2 separate regions of the Drosophila melanogaster genome follow, and region 2 is linked to region 1. The links are chromatin contacts, called in public Hi-C maps. All regions are on one chromosome and are shown on one strand. The core of a region is the stretch at or near the end of the contact, and the rest is flanking DNA. Distances in the headings are between cores, read along the strand shown.

Evidence for each region. A called contact is a pair of places that touch in the nucleus more often than the background predicts.
Region 2: a Hi-C map of the S2 cell line shows a contact between it and region 1, with 2.7 times the contacts expected there. The contact joins the promoter of ATP8B here to the promoter of Lk6 in region 1. A contact is called at or near these places in 2 of 107 Hi-C or Micro-C datasets (the Kc167 cell line and the S2 cell line).

The regions. Positions count from the first base shown.
Region 1 is chr3R:11,761,796-11,766,969 of dm6, reverse strand. Lk6 (Lk6 kinase) reads left to right here and starts at 2,513. Exons shown (of 6, transcript NM_143729.3): 1 at 2,513-3,486. The coding sequence starts at 3,324. l(3)neo38 (lethal (3) neo38) reads left to right here. Exons shown (of 6, transcript NM_001043243.3): 6 at 1-1,932.
Region 2 is chr3R:12,088,070-12,093,243 of dm6, reverse strand. It overlaps ATP8B (ATPase 8B), which reads left to right and starts at 2,632. Exons shown (of 20, transcript NM_001300367.1): 1 at 2,632-3,006.

The DNA.
Region 1 (5,174 bases), core at 1,264-3,763:
TGCCAGCCAGTTTGGATCAACAGTAGTATACAGTGCGGAACGTAAATGAAACACTTGCAGTGAAGTACAAATATTTTAACTACACACCCACAAGAGAAGAAGCACTCACGACACAGCAGCAGATTGCATATAGACAAGTAAACCGAGGATGTGTATTAGCCAAAAAGTTAATGGAAAAATAAGCGAAACTAAGCAAATCTCAATACAGTTACTACGCCAGAGGGTAGCATATTATTAATGCGTTTTGTTGGCCCGTAAGGCAGAACAATTTGGTAAACAATAACGTAACAACATATAAATAATTAAGCAACCTTCACAGCAAACAAGGAGTTTTTATTTTGCCATTGATTTTCTCGGTCTCACTCACTCTCTCTCTCTCTCTCTATCTATTTTTCTTGACACACTAAATCGAATAAGAAAATATAAAACAATAAGTTTATAAAGAAAAAGTTGCAATAAATGACAAACAAATGAAATTAAATCACTCAGGGATAAAGCCTCCAAAAGAAAAACATAAAATAAAAATGCAATATTTTAAACGAAGTGAAAAAAGAAAAGAAAAATGAAACAAAACAAAAGAAAAGAAAAGAAAAGAAAAATTTAATCTAATGAGGAAGTACATTTTAAAGTTACAAATATTTTAGAATAATACGAGAAGAACAAACTAAAAATGTTTTAGAAATTTGCACAAATTTTGGCATTTTATAAACGCAAAACGAACCATCATCAACCAACTAAAATGCATAACGAACGAACAAACAAATGACGAAATAGATACATATTTTCTCACACTTCATTGGCTTATCGAAGGTATAAAATCGACAATTACAGGATAGATCTAGATCGCAACACAGCCGAACCGACGACGATCGACTTCACAGGCTGCTGGCAAACGGTCCGTGCAACTTTTAGTGCATTTAAATAAATTATAAACACAAAAACAAAAGCAAACACAAAAATGATCGAAGGAGCGTAAGCGAAACATAAGCAGTTCATATTTACAGGAGCTAAATAAGTAATGCGGGGGGTTTGCGGCCAAAGAGAAGTTAAATTGTAGTTAGAGGTGGATGGATTAATACCCTAGGATGGCATTTAGGGCAAGGATCAGACGAAAAGGGCGCGTAGCATTACACCTTTTACATTAAACGACGATACGATGCCGCGCATCCAATTTGAAACTGTACGTATTGAATTTATGTTTAGTGTCTGCAGCATGCGGGGGATGTGAAGGAAGGAAGGAGGGAAGAAAAAGGATCGACGGGCGAAGAGCTAAATACATTTAAGGGTTAGATTTTCTGCGAAAGGACTGAAGTTAAGGCAACGTAGCGTTTAAATGCAAAATTGAATTGAATTGAATTGATGACGAAACCGAGTGTTATGGATAATGGAGCGTGCGCGAATGCGATTGGTGACGAAAATTACTTGTTTTAAGGCTGGACTTATGTAATTTCGAGCAAAAACGATAGTAGCGAAACAAAAACATGTAAAATGCAGATATAATATTTTTATAATTAAAACAAAGGTACCCCCACCCCACTACCCTTATCTTAATATGTTTAATTCAACTGCAATTATCGTTAAAGACGTATTTACTGTTTGTGATCCAAATTCATTGATTAAACGTAAACTACACAAAGATACAATTGTTGCATGGGCAAGGTTTGAAGTCCGGGTTCGCAAAGTACCCACAAGTACTCGATCCCCGGGTCTCAAAGACGAGGAAATCACGAGTCAATAAGCCAGGTTTAAAACTTGCAGGTGCGTCGTCAATGGCTCGCAATATTTTCCGGTCGGGCCAAATCCGAAAATGGCCTGCCCGAAAATTATACACACCTTACAGGACCGAGTGTTAAGAGTACTTTTGGACTCTCTGCGAACCCATAGAAATAGAGCAGGAACAGTAAATTGTACTTAATTGAAAAATGATATAATAAAACACCGCCACTTTGAAATATATTTACTTGAATCAAATAATATTAATGAGTATATATAACTTTGTACTTGAATAATATTTTATTTATATTTACCTTAAGTCAATAAAAATTCTAATAAATTATAATCACCCAAAAATGCATTTTGTTCAAATGTCGAGGGGAGTTCTTTTCAACTGCTGATTGGAAAATTGATGCCTTTTATTATTGATATTTGCGAATACTGATTGACAAGCTGCGAACCTTGAGTAAACGTATTCTTCCCAAAAATAAAATATAAAATAAATAAAGAAGGCTAATAAGTTTCATAGTGGGGTGTAAATTAAACAATTCAAAAGAACCGCCCAACTGTGGTTTATAAGCTTGGCGCACTACGCCAAGTAAAATACATGTAGAAAACGTGACGGCGTTGCCACTCTTATTGTATTTAGCTAGTTTAACCACCAAATAAACAGCGAAGTTCTCAACCATATGTGAGTTGCGTAGCCATACTACATTTGAAGCAAAAAACCCTAGTGTCGCTGCCGTCTTGTGGTATTTTCGTTGGCCCGAAAAACGGTCCTACCAAAATGGTACCTCCGGCCACACGGATGAATTCGTCGTCATTCGTCGGAATCATTCGAACTTTGAAAATGGATCGGTAGCTGGGAAGGAAACTTAAAGCGAAATACGCAAAGAAAACGGCTTTTGTCCGCTATTCAGCGATTTTTTTTGTGTTGTAATCAGCAGAGGAAATTTTAACGACCAACTCCACCGCCACACCAGCCATCTCCAGCAGCTCCGGAAAATAAAATAGAACTAAATTAACGCCTCCATCACTACAACAACCATCTCACCAACAACTACAAGAGCAACAACCACAGCAACAGCACTACTGCACCAAGCCCACAAAGAAGAGGTGAAACGCAAAAATCGCAATACCCGAAGAAAAAAACAAAAAATATCGCAGATAACCGAAAAAAGCGGTGCAAATAGATAAACCCCATTTTTTGCTTGAGCTTTTTTCGCCTGTGTGATGAGAGAAATCAGCAGCAGCCATCGATTACAACAACAACAGCAGCCACACCAACGACGACTCAACCACCAAACCAAGAATAAATAAACAGCGGAGAGCGATAGATAGAGAGAGAGAGAGAGAGGAGCATCTGCAGCAGAATTGAATCAGTTTTTTCATCAACCGCCGCATTGTATTAAAAACACAAAAATCCCATAGGCGGCCACCATTTTGATTTTGAATGAACTGAACGAGAAGAGAGGAAAGAGCACGAGAGACTGAGAAAAACTGCTGCTCATTTGTTGCACCGTAAACCCTTTTTCCAGCTTGTAAGCACTCTGCCTGTCTCACTCTAATCGCGTCCAGGAGCACCGTACAGTAACAACAACAGCAACAACATGGTGGAGCCCAAGTCCGGGACAGCTGCTTCTGCCGCTGCTGCGAAAGCAAGCAACAACAATAACAACAACCACCCCCGTGGATCTGGGGACAGCGGCATCCGGAGTGGCAGCGGCATTTCCTGCAGCAACACGGACAACAGCTGCAGCCAGAGTCAGTCAGGTGAGCAATTTGAGTTTCTAGAACTCTGGGAGTTTGACACTAAATTCCCATAGCTGAGAAGCAAACTGTGATGCATGAGATATATTTTGGAAACCTTCTGAAGAGATTTCGCATATTTGCGCTTCGTGTGTCACCAGTTTAATTTTAACTAGACAACATGTTAACAGAATGATGAAATAATTGCAAATATTTGCTCTGACTGTGAATTTGGCAGCTCTTTCGTATAAATTTGAACTTCTACCTATTGGAAATTCACCTGTATCTCTGTCGTAATATTGTTGTATTGCCTAAATATAAAGTATATTTCGTAGGCAACAGTTATTTGCATGCCAAAAGAAAACAAAAGCCTTATTTAAGCATATAATTATTATTTTGAGAATGTGACAAACGTTCTTTGCTTCTTAAAGTTGTACCTATAAAATACGATTTGTAGGATATTTCTGCTAAAATGCAATGGTAAAAAAAAGATATACGTTAATGTAATATTTTGTATCGGAAGTTATACTTCCTCTAAAGTTCCTAACCATATGTATGTATTATTCTGCTTGTCATTGGGTGGGGACTGACTACCAATCAGAGAAAAGACCCGACCATTGCTCCTACGCTTTCATTCAGTGGATTTCTAGTCAGTTATCGGCAAAGCTGGGCCAGGCAGCACTTTCGTTTCGTTTACCCTTGCTAATCAATCGAACGAACTAGGGAGCATTGACTGACTGGGCCACGTTGCGCACCGGGTGCCGCAGTGTATTTCCTTGACGTCACACGATGTTCGAGAACATGCATGCTGTCTGCCTGCCGGCGCCCAACCCCACCACCCACTCCGCTTCCCTTCACCCACCCCGCACAGTCTGTGTGGTGTTTACAGTTGTTTTGTTTCGCCAAGAGAACCCCATTGCATCATTCGACTGGGGCCATTAAGCTGAATATAAGTGTGTATGTGCCCTAATTTTAGGGGTATTCCAGCATCTGGACTTTATAACCATCACTGGGGGTGTTATTATTGTACACAAGTTCTTAATTATATGTGGGATTTGATATATGCTATAAAATAACAATGACAAAGATCAACTAAATCCACTAATTAGTCATATTCTAACTGGAGGTTAAACTAGAAGTTTGTTGTTTTCGTTTAGATAGTGATTATAGTCCATACTTTGTGTTTATCAAAGATAATCTTATGAAACAGGACAGATTGTTGTGTAAATATGCTAGATACGGTTGGGTTGGACCACTGACATCCACTAATTCCACTAATATCCTATAAAATCGGGCATAAGTGAGCTGCTTTGAAAAATCATGAAATCCATATGGGTAAACTGCTGTACAATAGGAATATATTCACACATACATATGTAGATTTCAGCACCAATAGTTACCCTTTGTAATTAGACCAGTTGACTGGTATAAATTCGCATAATATGATTATCAATTTAAGCAATACTAGATTCCAAGCACAAAAGGGTATTCCTTTTCCCTGCCATTCCACCAACACCACCAAAGCTGCCGGCGAAGTGAGAGAGACGGCACTAGTATCTGTGCCAGCTAGCCGAGACCGAGAAATTGAAATTGAGCGTGTGCAGGCAGTTATGGAAATGGAAAATGACTCATGATGGCTGATCGATTGAGCGTAATGCACTGACACTCGTGTTCAAATGCGTATTCGTGCCCAAAATGCAGCGAACGCGGCG
Region 2 (5,174 bases), core at 1,383-3,882, 330 kb before region 1:
GTTGTGAAATAAAACAAAAGATCAAAATTGTAGTATGCAGTAAAGCGACTGCATAGTACTCTTAAAAATATATAATATTACACAAGCGACTTCTGGCACATATAATTTTCCATTTCTATCCATTAAGAAACTGTAAATCTTATTTAAAACATAGATTCTAGCAACAATTGCTTTTTTATAACAAAAAAAATATTTTGGGCCCTTAACAAGGCTAAATTTATCAAAAACTTTAAATAAATATTAATTATTCAGTACATTTTTGATGGTCCGTCGGAATTGCTCTTCCCAAAGACCTCAAACAGAAAGTTGATGGCTTTGTATTAGCTAAACATTGCTCAGCTGTTAATTTTAGCACTTTTTATAAAGGTCGTAAATAAATTAATATTTTTTGTTGGAGGCAATCGCATCTGGGCTAAATTTAAGCAAACATCATTTCTCTTGGGACAGGAACTTGAACTACAAAAATTGGTTTGCTCATTTTGGGGAGTGACTCTCGAGTCGCACGCCTGTCAATATATTTCAATATCTACATTATGATTGCTTTTCTCAATTTTTTCAGATTTCTTCAGACTTCAATTTTCCCTGCGAATGCATATAAATATATATTTTCCTTTGTCCATATCCTTGTTCGTTTTGGAAGGGTGCCCAACTCTGCTCTCTCCGAATATGCGAATTTTCAATGACATTCTAGACAAATTTCTGATAGACGGTACAAGGCAACATACACGCATACACATATGAGAAAATCTGGTTTGATTTTATCCTGCGAGTACAACGGAAAATGCATCTACGATATGAAATATTTGTGAAGGAAAACTATTGAAGAGCCAAGGAGATGGTCTGGAAAATACCAATATGCATAATGTTGTGACAATTTATTAGCAATTTATGCACTTAGGCCAAACAAGTTATACTCCTAGAGTGTCCTATTAACAAGACCCAAACGATAATGCAAATTATAATTTTGTTATTATTGAATCGGATGTGACAGCCTGAGGCTCGCAAGTGTTAATTCTGTTAGAAAATTTCATGTAAATTTAGGTTTCAAAGAATTGAATGACGAACAGCAATTGAAGAAAAATAAAACCAATATTCGGAAATAGATAAACATTAACTGCAACCTAGAGAACCAAAGTTCAGTCTGCACCTGCGGTTTGAGCCAGTTGAGCTGTGTTTATTGTTAAAGGGAACCAGCAAAAGTTCGAGAATCAATGGGGTTTGAGTGCAACCAGCAGCTCACAATCTACCGCACTTGATTTCAGTGTTCAGGCAATCGAGCCAAACGCACTTTAAGCCTCACGCTTTTCATTTCAAATGCCATAGAGAAAGGAAACCCATAGAAATCGAAACGCAAAGTAAATTGCACTTAATCGAATACTATGTAAATGAACTGCAGATGGAATCGAGTGCAAGCCGAATAGTCGAACGAGTGATACCTTGTAACAGTAACATTTTTTTTGTAACAGTAACATTTTTTTATTCCTCAACAATACTCAAAATCCACATTTCTTTCTGTGAGCAATTAGTTTTTTCCCTGATTTCAGCCAAATTTTAGTTGACTAAGTTAAAAATGCTAGATAAAACGTGTGCGTTGGTTTTCGGGTTCATTAAGGTTGATTGTAACCGCTGTAACCCACATTTAGCACCAACAACATTCGCGCTACTAACACTCTTTGTTGCATTTTTTTTTTTCCTATTCAGGCGGTCACCCTTTGCCCTGCGTGTCGTTATCCTTTTGTGGTGAATCAGGATTAACGGTAAATATAATTACTGCACCCTTTATCCTGCGACGGGAAAAGGTGAAGGAGACACTGGCGAAAGCGACGTGACGTTAATGACATTGTTGGTTGGGGTCGCAAACCCCCACTGGATGCGAACCCTTGGCTAATTTGTTCTATGTTCGACTTGCGTCTAATTAATGAAGATTGTCTCGCATAATCGTAACGCTTTATTTTATATTAATTGTTGTGGGCTTGCCAGACCTCTTAAGTGGTAAGCTGGGCATTTTTCTTACACAACACATCCTAAATGGGAATTTTAAAATACTTAGTCCCTCGTGCTTGGTAATTGGTCCTTTAATTGTATATGAAAAATTATTTTTTGGTAAGTAATTAGCTTTGCACCCGTAGGTAACGCAGTTAAGAAATTTAAAGTTAAGTATCTGGATGTTTATTAATATTTAAACATTACTTAAACCATATTTACAGCTATTACTATTTAATTAAGAGATTCTGTTAAAAAAAAAAAAAAGTGTAAAGTATTCATTACAGCGTTAAACTGATCGTAATATATTTACCCGACTTTAATCATCGGTGTTTAATGCTCGTCACTCATGGGAAATTCCCCCGTGAGCTTGTTAGTCCCATGCTAAATTATAGGTTTACCTGGAGCGATAGTTCAATTAGCTGTAGCTTTTCCAGCTTTAGCTTTTTCCCAAGACCCCCAGTAGTTGGCAACGCGGGCTGGCAACACCAATTAACGTTTATCAGTTGGTAAGAAGAGTGCAAAGCTCTCTTCTCAAACGAGCGAAAGAGAAGCAATGGCTATATAGCTAGCTATAGCGCGCTCAGTTGTTGGTACTACGTCGCCGAGAATTCGCCGCTTCAGTTGTAATCCAAGTTTTTAACGAAGCGGTCGCGTGCTCTGTGGAAAAAAAACACCATACCGTCGGCCGGAAATATCACAATTCTTGGGGAAGAAGCGGGTCTAATTCCGAAGTTCTTTTGTGTTCTACGTTTCGTTCTCAATTTCTGGTTCGACACAAATTCCTAAATCTCCTCGAAAAGTTATGTCAAGTGCAATAAAACGAGTAAAACACAAATCACAATAGAGCGCATGCAACAGCTGCAGAATTAGCAACAACAACACCGCCAACAAATTCAAACAACAGCGGCAAATTCAAAAGCTTCGAAAAGTCGACGCCGGCATTAAAGTCTCAAGCTCGACTTAAACCCTCTCCTTTGCCGTAACTCCCGATTTTCCCATCCCATCGGGCCGATTTGCCGGGTAAGTTTTTCGTTCAGTGCTGTCAGTGCTTTCAAGACCCAAATGTTTTAATTTTCAAAAAATTAGAGAAGTTAACTGAATTCGCTGTTCAGTGTTGCATTGGGTTTCAAAGAAGTGGAGTAGTGTACTGGATTTAGGAATCTCATAATTTCGTAAAATAATCAATTGTTCAGAGGTGCGCTAACATATTTACCATTTTAAAAAATTTAATTAGATCTGAACAAGTCAGTATATGTATTAACTATAGAAAGAATTCAATGAATTTATATTAGCCTAAAATAATAGTGATGGAAACCGAAAACAAAAGTGCCAGCACTGAGGCTGCACTTTTGCTTTTCCAATTATTTTGAGTGACTTATAAACAGCTGGTGCAATATGCACAATCTTACTCCTTCCTCTCCCCACCTGCTCCACATTTCATTTTTGCCACAGTTTCTCCCAGAAAATTTGCAACTCGGCTAAACTCGGGGATCGAGGTAATCTGTTGCAATCTCCGTTTCTATGTTAAACACACTGGCTGACACCTCGTCACTCAGGTGGGTTTATAGGGGTATCTAAGGGTCTATTCCGATTTTTGCCCTTATTGGGTGGTCAGCTTTTCCGCAAAGTCATGTTTATAGTGACTGGCATTATCGGTCGATATTGGTCATTGACTTTAGCCAGGCGTCCGGCACTGGTAGTTATTAAAAACATTGAAAGGTTAAAATAAATAAGGTAAAACGTGTGTGCCCTAAATAAGTTCCTCTTCATTTATAGACATTTGAGATCGACAAGCTCGAATTTGCAGATAACAAGTTATGAAGGTAGTAGTTTTAAATCAAATATAAGATGTACAATGGAAGGAATTGTATGCTTTTGGAAACACACATAATAATAATATTTTCCCCGAATTTTTAAATGACAAACTGACGACATAACTTCTTTGGTAGATATTCAAAATTGTTGGGGATTCCCAGCCGTGTAATTCTTTTATACGTCGGTTGACTTGACTTAGCTTAATAAGGCCTCAGAATTATGATATATGTGCGTATCCGTAAGCTATTGAAAAGATTTTGGAAAAATAAAGTGAAGATTGAGCCAAGGCAGACACGTGTCTCCATGCTGTTTCTCGTCTTGATCTTCCAGCGGCGGTATTCACATAATGATGTCATCTTCGAGTAAAAAGTTTCGTTCGAAAGAAATCACCAAAAGCAAGACAGAAACTAATTTCAGCCATTTCCCATTCCTTCTCCATTCCTTAGCGATGCTTCTAATTGTTTTTATCATTTTTTTTTAACGTATTTGTCGGCAGTTAACCCTAGACTTTTTATAATAATTACTAAAGAATATGGCAGTTTCAAACCTGTAGATATTATGAACAAGGCAATTCTGTGGTTACTTCATACAATTTGTTTGTGTTTGACAAAGTTGAGATAATAGAAGCAAAAACGAATCAGAGATAAAAGGAGCATCTAGTTCAGTAGAACTCAAACACATTAGTAACTCAGTGGCAACGCCCTTTGGAACTTAAAATATGGCAATAAAATTCTAGAACTTGAAACATTTTGTTAACTTCAAGATATTTATGAAAATGGTTTAGGCACCTTAGGTTTCTGCCATTCTGACTCACTCGAAAGATGGAAATATTTAGTGTCCACACAACTGAGACAAAGATAAGGCATTGAGAGATACAAATTGCTTCTACCCACATGTGAGATATGTGAGGTGAACAATGAAAGCAAAGATGGCAAAGGCAAAAAATACACAAAATTATGATATACGTCATAAAGGCAGGAAAAGAACATAAAACAAAGGTAGATATACATTATTTAAAATAAAAATCCATATTTTACAATTAAAGCCATTATCAGTGGCCTGCAGGCGCTGCATAAATATTTAATACATGCAAATTTGGTTGTTTTGACCGCTGCTGTTTTGCTTGTTGACAGTTCGAAGTTGAAATGCAATAGCAAAATATTTGTAAATTGCTTCAACTACCTATAATCACATCTACAAAATCGAAAATTATATTAATAAATAATAAGCCGTTAAAGAAGGATATAAAATTCACTAAAAGTCCACGCAAAGATTAATCTACATGATTTAGATATATTGTAGCTATAGGTACTCAGCTAAGACTTATGAAAAAGGAAAACGTTAATATAAATTTATTGAAAAGGTCTTAAACG